2 separate regions of the Mus musculus genome follow, and region 2 is linked to region 1. A link is a contact called in public ChIA-PET data. All regions are on one chromosome and are shown on one strand. The core of a region is the stretch at or near the end of the contact, and the rest is flanking DNA. Distances in the headings are between cores, read along the strand shown.

What was found. ChIA-PET counts read pairs in DNA pulled down with a chosen protein or histone mark.
Region 2: a contact with region 1 is called in an RNA polymerase II ChIA-PET map of memory CD8 T cells, with 5 read pairs. The contact joins two enhancer-like sites. A contact is called at or near these places in 1 of 115 datasets of contacts at active chromatin or transcription factors (memory CD8 T cells) and 1 of 9 other capture datasets (adipose tissue).

The regions. Positions count from the first base shown.
Region 1 is chr3:103,296,338-103,300,603 of GRCm38.p6, forward strand. All of the region lies in intron 1 of Trim33 (tripartite motif-containing 33), which reads left to right. Among named protein-coding and RNA genes, the nearest start is that of Trim33, 19 kb to the left of the region's middle. Within about 2 kb of position 1,919, at least 15 of the 459 cell types and tissues checked have an H3K27ac peak or open chromatin away from gene starts, as enhancers often do. A contact at or near this core is called in memory CD8 T cells, where this site is marked.
Region 2 is chr3:103,715,495-103,719,780 of GRCm38.p6, forward strand. No RefSeq gene overlaps it. Among named protein-coding and RNA genes, the nearest start is that of Olfml3, 20 kb to the right of the region's middle. Within about 2 kb of position 1,442, at least 97 of the 459 cell types and tissues checked have an H3K27ac peak or open chromatin away from gene starts, as enhancers often do. A contact at or near this core is called in memory CD8 T cells, where this site is marked.

The DNA of each region.
Region 1 (4,266 bases), core at 669-3,168:
AAACCAAAAGCCAAAAGCCAAAAGTAATGGGAAGCTGCAGACTGGAGGATGGAATGGCCAGTACTGAGGAAAGAACCACAATATCAGACAGACGACTAGGAAAGCAAAAGGAAAATACCTTCTCCAATTCATGATATAGATATGGTCATCAAAATGGAAAACCACTAAGTGGCAGATTAATGGCAGAGATATCTGGTCATGGGAGGCATGAATGGGAATCGTAAAACCTAGCAAAACTTAGCAAAGATGTCAAATTTTATGTAGCTCATACAGGCAATAGAGGCCAAATAATGAAAATAATAGTGGACAAATTGGCATCAAGTTTAATTAAAACCCATGAGCTACACCCCCCCCCTACTGCAGCAAGTACAATTAAAACTAATGTATTGATTTTTTTTGCTTTGAAACAGATTCTGAGAACATCTTTAGAGGGTCATTATTATTTCTATCTCATATAGCCTCTCCAGTTATGGAGAGTTGTGAGCTGCCATGTAGGTGCTGGGACTCAAACCTAGGTCCTTCAGGTCAGCCAGCTCTTAACAACTGAGCTACTAGGCATGTGTCACACCCCTCACTTTCTGTATGATGACATCTTTCCCCACTCTTCTATTTTGAGTGTATGTATTTGAGTGTAAACTGACTTTTATTTACACCAGGAATAGTTAGATCTTGTTCTTGTTTTTATTTTGTTTGTTTGTTTCTGAGACTTGAATTGAGGGCTGTGTTTGTGTTGTTCCACTGAGTTATGACCCAGTAACAATGCCTGCTTTTTGGTTGGATTCTTTAAGCCATTCATACTTAATGCTATTATTGGTAGGATTGGGTTTATACTTGTCTTTTTGGTTTATCTTATTTCTCATGTATCATATGTTCATCTTCCAACATTACTACCTGCATTTATTTATTTATTTACTAATTGGTATGTTTGCACCCTAGAGAAATCACATACTATACAGTTTATTATAAAAATCCTCTACAGGGTTACTAGAGAGACAGCTAATTTATTTATTTTTGAGACAAGAATCTCATGTCCCAGCTCCCTCCAACTTGGTATGTAGCCAAGAAAGACTTTGAACTTTTTTTTTTTTAAAGATTTATTTATTTATTTATTATATGTAAGTACACTGTAGCTGTCCTCAGACACTCCAGAAGAGGGCGTCAGATCTCGTTACGGATGGTTGTGAGCCACCATGTGGTTGCTGGGATTTGAACTTCGGACCTTCGGAAGAGCAGTCGGGTGCTCTTACCCACTGAGCCATCTCACCAGCCCCGACTTTGAACTTTTGATAACCCTACCTCACCTCTTTTTTTTTTTTTTTTTTTAAAGATTTGTTTATTTTATTATATATGAGTACACTGTAGCTGTCTTCAGATGCACCAGAAGAGGGCGTCAGATCTCATTACGGGTGGTTGTGAGCCACCATGTGGTTGCTGGGATTTGAACTCAGGACCTTCGGAAGAGCAGTCGGTGCTCTTAACCACTGCTAGCCCCACCTCACCTCTTAAATACTGGGATTACAGCAGGTGTGTGTTCATAGCTCACTTTCTGAGGTGCTAGGGACCAAGCTCAGCATGAAGATCATGCATACTATCTGCATAGTAGGCAAGTGCCTAACACCTGAGTTACATTCCTATCCGTACTACCCAATTCTGATGCTGATTCTTATCACTTCTAGCACTCTCAGTTGTTATTTGCTGATTTTTGCCTAGTAATTTAAGGGAATCATTTTAGCAAAGTGTATATTCTGGATTGTGAAACCTGACGTCTACTTTTAGAAGGCATTGGCCTTTGTGATTTTCATGAGAGAGTAATTGTTTTAGCAGGTTTGGGATGACTGATTTCTGTTAAGTGTTCTGTCTGTTGTCACAGCTAGCAGTTAGGCTATGGTAACTGGTTTGTGTGTGTGTGTGTGTGTGTGTGTGTGTGTGCGCGGGCGCGCGCACATGCTAGGGGCACTGTTGTAGCTAGTTGTTCCCATCTGACAGTCCTTGTGTCCCGTCCGTTGGTGTGTCCTACCCCATCTCCCACTCCCAGTGCCTGAGCCACAGGTTTGAGGTTCATCTTAGAGATTTGTTCTAACCTAGAAGGAGAATGTTCTTAGTGGGCTGTCTTGTCAGTTCTGGTTTCATTTGTTCTGTGGTATTGCCATCTTCTTTTTAACTGTTTGCCACTAAAATTTCCTGTTTTTAAAAGAGTGCTCTTAGGCTTGTCTTTCTTTCTGTTCCAAATCAAATCAGTTTTAGGGTGAAGAGCTTGGTAGGTTTGTTTGTTTGTTTGTTTTGTTTTTTTTGAGACAGGGCTTCTCTGTCCTGGAATTAACTATGTAGACCAGGCTGGACTCAAACTCAGAAATCCACCTGTCTCTGCCTCCCAAGTGCTGGGATTAAAGGTGTGCACCACCACTGCCTGGCTTTAGTTTTTTGTTCTTATGGCCTCCTTTTCCCTGAGCAGATTCATAGCCTCCACCTGTGTGTGCCTGCACATACACATCCATGTTCTCTCTCTCTCTCTCTCTCTCTCTCTCTCTCTCTCTCTTTCTCTCTCTCTCTCTCTGTCTCTCTCTCTGTCTCTGTCTCTCTCTGTCTCTCTCTCTCTCTCACAGGCCCCATTGTGTTTGTATGAGTGTTAGAGGACAAAGATAGGATAACCTTGGATATCTGTGTTTGCCTTCCACCTTTTTGTGACAGTTTCTTTGTTTTGCCACTGAGTATGGCTTAGCTGGACTTGCAGGGATTCTTGGCTTTGCCTTCTGTCTTGATGTAGTAGCACTGTGATTATATTACATACCTGTCTTACCATGTGCTCTGGAGGATTCTAATACAGCTTCTCACATTTGTGCAGCAAATGCTTTACCCACTGAGTCATCTCAGCATCTGAGCAGATTCTTGAGCCTATGCTTTGGAGTGCTAGATGGGAACATGTTTTAATTCTTTTTTGTTTTGTTTTTTGAGACAGCGTTTCTCTGTGTAAGCCCTGGCTGTCCTGGAACTCACTTGTAGACCAGGCTGGCCTCAAAGTCAGAAATCCGCCTGCCTCTGCCTCCCAAGTGCTGGGATTAAAGGCATGTGCCACCACCGCCCGGCCATGTCTTAATTCTTGATGACATGAGCAAGATGTTGAGTAGAGGAAACCATAGCTATTGGCTTCATTGAATCCACTTTCATAGAACGAATTCTTTGTCCTACAAGTGAACTGCCTCAGCATCTTTTGGTCTGCAGTGCATGGGGCAAAATCTTTGCACTGGGATTGGGGAAAGAAGGAAGCTCCAGATCTGGCTACACTGTCTTAGCTTTGGAGTTTAAATTCAAACACAGATAGGATGAGAAATGCTTGTGGCTGGTCCTTCCTGGGGACCTGACATTGGTGGATAATATGTCTTTTTGGCTACGTTCACCTGGAATGTTGCCTTTTGAGAAGAGGTTGGGGAGTGGGTCATGGTTTAAATGTCATAGACTCTAGTTTTTATTTTTTCCAGTCGGTCAGACTTTTGTATTTGACAGTGTTTCCATTATTTAGCTCTATTTAAGATGATTATTAATGTGTCACAGCTTAAATACTCTACACGTGGTATGCATCACATGTATGCTGCCTTAATGTGAGTTACCTAAAACACTTTTCAAATTTTATTTAAGATTCTATGCTTTAATATTTTTATATAGTGTTTTGGTTAGTTTCTTTTTTTTGAGACAGGGTCTCACATTGTATCCCTGGCTAGCTTGGATCAGCCTACTTCTGCCTCCTGAGTTAAAGATTTGTTTTTGTTATTAATGTGTATGTATGTGTATCTGTATATAGATATGGGCACATGAGTGTACATGGAGGCCAGAGATGCCAGATTCCCCTAGGGTTGGAGTTAGAGGTGGTTGTGAGCCACTCTGTATGGGGTGCTGGGAATTAAGCTCTGCAAATGCAGCTGACACCCTTAACCACTGAGCATTTTTTTCAGCTCATCTAGTTTCTTTTTTTTTTTTTAAGATTTATTTATTTATTATATGTAAGTACACTGTAGCTGTCTTCAGACACACCAGAAGAGGGCATCAGATCTCATTACGGATGGTTGTGAGCCACCATGTGGTTGCTGGGATTTGAACTCTGGACCTTTGGAAGAGCAGTCGGGTGCTCTTACCCACTGAGCCATCTCACCAGCCCTCATCTAGCTTCTTAATGTTTGTTCTAGACAAAATATTTGTAACTTTTAATTTGTTTTTATTGATGCTTTTATTGGTGTGTAGCAAATTATAGAAACTTTAGGCTGAATGTGGTGA
Region 2 (4,286 bases), core at 192-2,691, 420 kb after region 1:
TCACCCCTGTGCTTATGCATTCCCCTGGCCACTGTCACAGTCTAGTCTTTTCTGAAGCAGGGTCTTGTTACACAGCCTGGCCTGGCCTGGAGCTCCTGATCCCTCGCTTCAGGTCCTCAGTGCTGTGGTTACAAGCGTGCTCCCCACTCACAGCCTCCGGGCAGGCTTTGCTGATTCTGTGTGAGCAGGCGAAGTCCCTTCCTGGTCTATAGCCTAATATATACACATGTGTCTATATGTCTATATCAATACCTGTATAGATATATATTGACATTCATTTATATAACCACATTCAATTCTTGTCTCTTCACTGCCTAGCCTCTCAAGGGAAATTCTTATAAATCTAAGGGCATGCATAGGCTTTGGGTTCAGATTGGCATTTTGCTCATGGATAACTGTCCCACATGGCATTGGTTAGTCATTTGGCCTCTAAGCTTCTCTTCCCTACTTTGCCAAATGGTCCTGGCAATGGCGATGCCCAGCTTCTGGTGCCATTGAAGTGAAGTGAGCCACCGCACAGCATTTGCTGCTGATGAAAAGCTCTGTGAAGGGAGTTGTTCTCATTAGAAACGCTGTGGAATATTCCTCACACTTGTGTAAAATTCAGCCCTTTTAAAGAGGGAGTTTTTCATAGGTTCCCCAAGGATGCATATACAGAAACCTTGGCTAGCAGTAAGTTTCACAGCACAAATGGTATAAGAATTTTTGCACAGCATATCACACACACACACACACACACACACACACACACACACACACACAAAGTCAAAAACTGAAGCAGTTCTGGAGAACTTGCAGAACCTGAGACGTGTTGTCTGGCCCCAGTCTCAGAAGCTTGCATTTACCGAGCTGGAAGATGAATGGGGGCAGAAGGCTCTTGCCCTCACTGGCCTTGAGTGTCCCTGCAGAAGGCAGTCTTAATGTGGCTTCGTGGGTGGCAGAGACCTCAACCTTTTGTTCCTCCGTGGTGGCCGCAGGAGCCATAGGCCACTGCTTTGTCTCTGGTGACTTCGCCTGGAATGGAGCCAACCCACAGCTGTATGCATGCTTCACCCTAGCCCAGAAACCAGCAGCGCTTTGCACACAATGGAGAGGAACAGGCTGCGGCAAGGGGAGGCCTCCTGGGCAGAGAGAGAGAAATTTGGTCCAGGGAAAACAATCCAGCTCTGAAATCTTCCATCTTTAGCAGATGGAGAAATCACCACAGCAAAAAAAAAAAAAAGAAAGAAAGAAAAAAAAGAAAAAGAAAAAAAAAGGGGGGGGGTGGCTGCCATAGCAGAGAAGACCTAGCAGCTAAACAGGAAGAGAGTCTATATCCCCCCACTACCACTGCCCCAGGACCACAGTAGCAAAAGAAGTTCTGTGCAACCCGAGGCTCCTTTGGGGTTTGCACATAGTCTGTCTGTAATGCCAGGCCTCAGCCCAACCTCTCACCACATGCCGCCTCTTCTCTAGCAGGAGCCAGCTTCTGGGAGTCACCCTGGACACAGACCCAGAACAAACCATCCAGATATTTCCATTGTTGGGTTCAAAGAGATCCCTAGGGCAGCTCCCTCCCTACAAGTAGCATGCGGCAGCTACACACACACACACACACACACACACACACACACACACACACACGGAGAGGGGGAGAGAGAGGTCTCTGTAGTAAACAACTTAGCTGCCCACCATTCTCTTTCCCCACAACCTAAGAACAAGTCTAAATGATGATGGGGCAATGAGCAGACTCATTCTGCAAACATGAACAGGGACCAGTGCCATGTGGGAGTAATCTGAGAGACAGCAGCAGCCTTGCCTCAGGACGCCTCCCTGAAGCTCTTTCTCCACTGGAGATGCAGCTGACAGAAGCTATAGAACGTGAATGCTATTTCTCTCACCCCAGGAGACCACGAGAAAGAAGAAGAGGAAGAAAATGAAATGATGTGAACCAAGCCCAGCATTCTAGAATGTACCCGGTGGTGACTCTGCAGGGCACAGAGTCGCTCTCCCCTCAGCAATGGAATGCAGCTGCTCTAGGGAGCTCATCTGTAGACTGCGGGTTCACAGCGCTACTGGAGGCGGGCCAGGCCCAAAGCACCCCCAGAAAACTGTGAGGTTAGTGGAGGAATTAGTTGTGTTCTAAATCACCACGACGCAGCACAGTCCATCAGTTTTGAAAGGGAGAGTTGCTGCAGTGTTGGTGATAGGCAGAGCTCAGAGAACCACAGCTGCCTTCCTCCTGTGAACGGAAAGTTTCCAGGGGGCAGCTAGACAATATATGCCAGAGGCCTTGCTCAACTAGACTTCCAGGAAGCTAGCCTGAGAAGGTAGTCTGATGGGTTGTGTTGGAATGCGTGTGTTCTCTTCAGTGTGTGATGCTCAGTCCTCATTGACAACTTGACGAAATCACCATCACCTAGAAACCTTTGAGTGTGTCCGGGAGAGGTCTCCAGAGAGGTTTGAGAAAAGGAGGGTCCATGTTAAAGGAGGGCACCACCTTTCTGTTGGCTGGGAACCCAGAACCAATGAACTGGAGCATGTGAACTGAGCCCGGCATTCAAGTCTTTTTCCTGATTACAGACACCACGTCCCCCCTCTTCCCCTTCCTCCCCACCCCTCCATCATGTCTTCCCCTTCTGGGATGCGACCCAAGATAAACCCTTCCTTCTCTAGGCTGCACTGGCTGGCTACTTGGTCACAACTCTGAGAAAAGTAACTAATACCGAGTGCTGTTTGCGATAAACATAAATGGCCCACAGTCAGGCTGGGCTGCTGGGTAAGAGGAGAGTCTTATGCAGCCATAAAACTCTCATGAAGAAAAATTACCCATGTGGGAAATTTTCTCCTACAGTACAGAGAAATCTAAAAACATCTTCCAAGATATTGTTTCTGAATATTTCCAATGGTATATATGTAAATAAAACAAAAATAAATATAAAATGACCAGGAAGGCCTATGGTTGCATAGGGGAGGGTGATTTTTTTTTTTTCTTCTTTCACATTCCTCACAGTTAGTGTGTATTATATTTTTAATTAGGTAGGCTGGGTTTTTTTTTTTTTTAAGCAATAACTTGTCTATCTTTAGGAAGACAGACAATTTCACACACACACACACACACACACACACACACACACACACACACACTTTTAGAGCAAACTTTTCATTCCATGGCCTCCTGAATAGAGACTAGATCTGGCAGACACCAAGTGAACACAGGGTGAAACTGTTGACACACGAGTCCCTTGCCGGGCCAGCTGTTAGTGAGAAGACGGGCTCCCATTTTCAATGAGTAAGACTTCCAAGAGAGGAAACCTGGAGCATGCAAATGCATGGCTCACATGCCCAGAAAGCCACCCTTGGCCACTGGCCAGATGCAGGACCCCCTGGCCCAGAAGGTAAGGGGTTAGACTTAGCACCAAGAGATGCTGACAGGTGCCTCCTTACCCGCCCCTCTGCACACATCTGCATTCTGCGCAAGTCCAACCATACTACAATCAGCCTCCAGAAGGGCCACACTTTATCATATACATACAGATCAGAGCCAGTGAGATTACTTGCGCCCTGGATCACAACCTATTTTTTCAAAGGCAGTTGTTTATTTATTTTAAGAATACTAAAAGGATGTCAAGCCACTTTCTACCTTGAAATTAATGACTGTCCTTAGCTGAGAACAGGATGTAGCTTTTAAAAAAAAAGTGGTTTAATTATTTTTCTCTCCAGAGTCTTTAAGAGACTTGATTTGTTGAGGTCCATGGTCTTTCTCTGGTCCAACAGTCTTTTGTTTCCCCCAAGTCTAGTCCCCACCCCCACTCATTTTTTAGCACAGAAATTCATTAACAAATTCACCACAGAGCGTTATTCATGGTACTTGTCTCATTCAGAGGTTTTTAATATCAAGAGTTACTGTAAATCATCTCTCCATTGTGATCATGTGAGCAGGAGAGCCATCTAACGAGGTCCACAGGGCAGCTCCTCTGCTCCTAACCCGGCTCAGCAAGGCTGGAGGAGGCCCCTCGGCTGAGGGGAGAAAACTCATTACCTCACCTCTAGATTAAATTATATACAAAGCAAATCTCTCCCTCTGCAGCCAGGCGAGGTGCTGCATGCCACAAAAATGCAAACAAATCGGCTTCAAACCCAGCCAGGGCTGGTGAGAAACGCATTAAGGTTGGGCAGAAATGCAGACACTGAACTTCCTCCTCAGCTTCTCCAGAAAGATTCACCTGAGGCCAAGCACAGATGGAGCCTCCAGTGGCCCTGACTGACCCCAACAGAGAATCTTCCCTCCTTCCTTAAAGGCAACA